2 separate regions of the Hordeum vulgare genome follow, and region 1 is linked to region 2. A link is a contact called in public Hi-C data. All regions are on one chromosome and are shown on one strand. Each heading gives the region's core, a stretch centred on a gene start, on an enhancer-like site or on the middle of the called end of the contact. The rest is flanking DNA. Distances are from core to core; before and after follow the strand shown.

Region 1 (2,700 bases), core at 27-2,526, 560 kb after region 2:
ACTATCGTGGCAAAAGCAGTTGAAGCATTTGATCCTAATGCAATAAATAGGTGCAGGAGCAAGAACATGGGAGTTATCGGAATGATCAAAGGGGTTGCTTGCCTTGTTGCTCAGAGGAGGAACGATATCCGTCAGACGGATATTCGGTGGAATCCGGGGGTGCGGAGCCTACCGAAAAGAATGGCAACATTCAATAACAATCATATGCACTCAAAATGATGCATGAGCATGGCATGAGAATGCAAGGTGATAAGTTATTGTTTTCAACATGTAATAGGTTTAGAGTTGATTTGAACCACATTCGAATAGCAATTCAAACGGGGTATTCTCGGATACCGGTTTAATTGATTCGACCTGATGCTCAGATCAACTTGATGTTAACATGCATGAAATGTCATGTTATGGTACTGGTTTGTAATTAGGGCAGTGTGTGATCATTGCATATATAATGAAATTTGAATATTTTTGCAAATTCCATTTATAAAGTGATTAAAAGAATTGAATTATTTCTTATTCCACAATTTAGGGTTTTGTAACTTTTTTAAACATGGTTGAAAATAGTATAATCAGAATCCTTGAATTTTTCTGATACTTTTTCATATATAAATTATTTTCATTGGAGTTACAGATTAATTTCTATGATTTTTACAAATTTTAGCAATTTTCTGAATTAGTTTTATACTGGAAATTCTATTTATTGCCTCAGGCTGACGTCAGCAGGTCAGCCGACCTGTTCAGATCAAACCTGACAGGGGGCCCACTGGTCAGCCTCTCTGGGACTAACCTATGCTTGATTATCAAAAACAACTAGAGTTCTCTGCAAAAGCATAACATTTTTCTATCTCATTCGAAAATGGACCACACGCTGATGAACAGAAAAAGCAGGGTTATCGACAGGATAATGAGTCACTTAAATTTGTACTGTCGGTTGATTGCCAAAAACATCAGCAGATTTTCTGTAAAGAAAAAGATGAACGGGCTGATGTCGGACTAGAATATGCATGCCCCGTTGCAGCGCATGGCTTATTGCTAGTTTAAATAATCACAATAAATTCTCACTTTTTTTAAATGGAAAAAGGAGAATGGAATGAAGCTAAGCCAGAACCGCTCGCCTCGTATAGAACGAAACATTGTAAAAACGCTGCGGTTTTGTTACAACGAAATGAAACCAGGTGCAGAACCCCCTTTTTCCAGAGACGAGAGGGCCCGCATGTCATGGCACAGTGAGTGTTTAGGCCATCGAGCGGCGGCTTTGCACTTCCCGACTCACCACACACCCACAATCATCGGGGTCATCGTCACCCAAATTTTGCGACAACAAAATACACACTACTCCCGTGCGTGCCTGCCAAAAAAACCACGGCCAGTGACCAAACGAAGACGAAGGAAGGGAGATGCCGGGGCTCACGGCACCGTCGGACTACGCGGAGGAGCCGCCGCGGCACCCGGACCTCAGGATCAACTCCAAGGTTGGTTCGCCCGACCTCCTTCGTACCTGCTGTTCGGTCGCGCGGGTGGGCTTGGCATGTCGCGGCGCGGGCGGCGGCATCGGCTGCGGATTCGCGGCCTGGGGCTGCTGGATTTGTGCGCCGCCGCATCGGGGCGGCGGGGATCGCGGGCGGCGCCGTTTATGCCGTGGCGCGTCCGGCTGCCGATATGAGCCGTGAGCAATCGGGCATCCGTGTTTAGGCTCGGAATTTTAGTCTAGTGGTGAATAGGTGCGCGTCCGACTGCTGGTGCCAAGGCGTGCGATCGGGGTTCCCGCTCCAGTTCTGGTTTGGGAGATGCAGTCCTCGTTCCAGTACACTCCAACAGGGCTTCCAGCCTGCTGCTATGTGTAGTTAGCATCTATAGAAGCTATTCCTGGTTTTCTCACAAGTTGTAGGACCGATGTGATCTGATTCCTCTAGGAGATTTGTTCGAAGAACTTGACCGCTGACTCGAAACACACAAACTCGAACTTCCTCCGTTGAAATGGTCTCTATTCATATGTATGAAAAATATTTATGTGGCCCCTATTACGAAATTGGAGGGTCTAGAGTACAGCGATTTCTCTTTTGCTAGGCCCATCACTGAAAGGCCTACTTTCTTATGATTACGAGGTTTATTCGAAGAGGAGGTCACATCCTGTAACCACAACATTTCTCCCTTTTCTTCTACCCCAGGCTGTGCAACATTTTGAAATTGGGAAATTGCAACAGGAGTAGGTGATATTAGAGAACAATTAGCAGATTTGGATTTGCGAATTATTATAGAGAATTCCTTAGTTGAATGGAGGGAATTAGAAGGCGAGGGGTATAGCGGAGATGAATGTGAGGATAGAAAAGACAAATAAGAAAAGTTTTTTAGACGCATGCAATTGGTGAAACATATTGTTCAAACAAATGTAGAACCATATTATGTGACATGTCTGTGAATTAATTACGACATTCTATAGGAGTACTAGTTCGTGCAGCAGTAACTTTTCCTTTATATTGATGGAAAATTAGGATAAGTAAGCATTTGTGATTTGTCCATGTCTTTTGTATTAACTAGATGATGCCCCGCGCGTTGCTGCGGGACGTTGCTAAAAGAATGTGTAAATAGTTGCTAAGAAAATCTATAAATAATGGAAAGCAAACGTAAGCTTAAAAACAATAAAAGCGCATAAAAAGAGAGTGAAAATATAGTTAAAAAATGTAATTTCTAACAAAATATGGA
Region 2 (2,700 bases), core at 31-2,530:
TTGAGAAAAACAGCCACAAGTCATGCGGGGGGCACGCTACCTGGATGCTCACCTCCGACGGCAGGATGCCACAGCACGCCTTGATGCTGGCCAGGAGAGCCGCCGGTGTCACAACCTCGCCGTCTCCAAGCGCACTGGCCAGAAGAACGAACTGGCGGTAGCGAGCTTCCAGCGCGTCCATCAATGGCGTCCGTGCCAGCAGGACACGACTCCTCTCTGGACGGAGACAGGGCTCACCACGACGCCAAACCTCGTGTGGGTAAGCCCTATCCAGCAAGTTGCGGTTGGATCCATCACCGCCGACGACCACCGCCGCCGTACTTCGGCCGTCTTCGCTCTCCACGCTCGAGCTACTCATCGCCGGAGGGGGTTGCGGGTTGGATTTGGGGATTTTCCCCCTCGAACTGGCTCACCTAGTCTTATCCAGTCCGCACTTACAGGTGGGGTCTCAGCTGACTGGTGGGGTCTTAACTGACGGATGGGCCATGCGGTGACGTGTCATTCGGTGTATTCGTGATAAGTATATGCCGCGTAGAGCAGGGACGGCAACTCCAAGTACCAGAACTGTATTGGTGACGTATTTCCGTGTATGAGGATAGTATCGAAGCAGTTCTCAACTTCCTGGACTGGATTGGAGCTCGCCGCCAACTTCCAGGATGACAGATGCAATTATCTCTCCAAATTGCGTGTGTGCGTGTGCTTGTGCATGGCCGCCCCCGCTTCCTTGGCCTAGACTGCCAAAGAAAGCGATTTGTCTTTCAAGATGGTTGCTAGAGAAGAGACATGGATGAAGCAATGCACCGCGTTGCAAAGGTCCATGGAGACAGGAATGTTTGCCTCTTCAATCTTTTTTCATCGGATTGCCGGGATCATGTACATTTACGCAAATGTGGACTTGACGATAACGAGATATTCGCGATATGACAATGACTAGTGAACAGTAGCATTATTTAATTCCTTTTTCAGGGCAAGTGCCATTGTTCATCTAACCTTCTGTGTCGGTTATGAAAGATCAGAAGTCTTTCCCCTTGACTTTTCGGCGGTTCGTGGGCCAAATGTGCCGGCTTACTGGGCCAGGAGGCCGCCGGGCATTGACTTGTCTCTATTCTCTAAGCAAGTATCTCTACAAAATGTCTATAAGCAAGTGCAGAATAGTAGAGACTGACCACGGTCCACGCAGGATATCGTTGATGAACACCAGAACACGTTTGAGCGACCATCCGATTAGAAACTGATGTATCAGGTCGAGTGCTATTCAACTGTGTACACCTTTTTTTTCTGCGAGAGAGAGAGAGAGAGCTGTCTTAAAGAAAGAATGAATCCTGATGCTCTTACTCTAATTAATCAGTGCGGTATCTCAGTTTCGTGCAGAACAAACAGGGCAACTATTGGGGATGATGTTAATCCTGACTTTTTCGTGAAGCTGACAGAGGATCAACCGTCCAAGTACTACTATTCAACTGAAGCAGACAATCGGTTGTTCATCTTTTATAAACGAAAAGAAAGAAAGTAGAAAAGAAACGGGGACATTTATCTGTCAAGCGCAGGTATGAACCGTGCCTCTCAATATTCTGCGGCGGTCCAAAAACCGCGCTGATAATCTGGCAATTGCTTGACACGGTAACCGCGACCGTGCTTCGTTTGGTTGGTTGGCCCGTCGCGCGTCAACGTTACTACAAGGCGATTAAAACCACGGCGTAGGTGGCGGATACTTTCTCCCGGTCTTCCCACGCCACCTCCATCGGCGACGAGACCACCGAACAAGAAGCAGAAGCAGCAGCAGAAGCAGCAGCGAGGTTTCTTGCTGTTTCCTCCATCGGACGATCGCGTCGTCCTCGGTCTCGGAGGCGCCGCCCACGGACATAGTGAAGAGGATGGCCGTCTCCAAGAACGCCGCCGATGACATGATGCGCGTGCTGTCTATCTACGACGCGCGCTTGCTCCCGACGTCCCCTCCGGCGGAGGGTCAAGCGACCGGGGAGGCGTACGGGTGCGATGAGAGGGATGAGGGGGAGCAGGAGCAGAAGGAGGAGGAGGAGGCGTTCGCGGCCGCGGAGGACGTCATCCGCCGGTGCAACTCGTCGTCTTCGTCGTCCGGCATGATCGATTACCTGTACGCCGTCGACGACGCCCTCACCGCGGCCGCGCTCCAGGGCGGCCTCGCCTCCCGCGCGGCCGAGGCCGTGCAGGCCGCCATGCCGCGCCTGGAGGAGGAGGCGCGCGCGCTGCTCTGCTCTTCGTCCGCGCGGCGCCTCTCGCTCTCCTCGGACGACCTCGACGACGCGGCCACGCCGCCCGACGCGTCGCCGCGCCTCTCACCGCGCGCGGCTGCCTCCGTCCGCGGCGTCGCGGACCGCATGCTGCGCGCCGGCTACGGCCCGGAGCTCGCGCAGGTTTACGTCACCGCCCGCCGCGACGCCCTCGCGGAGGCCGTGGCGCACCAGCTGGGCGCCGCCGAGCCCGTGGCCATCGAGGAGGTGTTAAGGATGGAATGGCTGGTGCTCGACCAGAAGATGCGGCGGTGGAACCATGCCATCCGGGTCGTGGTCAGGACCCTCCTCGCCGGCGAGCGGCGGCTCTGCGACGAGGTCTTCGCGTCCGACGAGGAGCTCGGCCACGAGTGCTTTGCCGACGTCTCCAGGGGCTGCGTCCTGCAGCTGCTCGGCTTCGCGGACGCCGTCGCCATGTCTGCGCGCGCCA

What was found. Hi-C and Micro-C count contacts between places; a contact is called where the count stands out from the background.
Region 1: a Hi-C map of seedling shows a contact between it and region 2, with 3 times the contacts expected there. The contact joins the promoter of LOC123406965 here to the promoter of LOC123409718 in region 2. A contact is called at or near these places in 2 of 6 Hi-C or Micro-C datasets (leaf and seedling).

What each region holds. Positions count from the first base shown.
Region 1 is chr7H:203,694,664-203,697,363 of MorexV3_pseudomolecules_assembly, forward strand. LOC123406965 (sulfite oxidase) reads left to right here and starts at 1,277. Exons shown (of 12, transcript XM_045099982.1): 1 at 1,277-1,469. The coding sequence starts at 1,395.
Region 2 is chr7H:203,135,015-203,137,714 of MorexV3_pseudomolecules_assembly, forward strand. It overlaps LOC123409718 (exocyst complex component EXO70A1-like), which reads left to right and starts at 1,281. Exons shown (of 1, transcript XM_045102579.1): 1 at 1,281-2,700. The coding sequence starts at 1,875.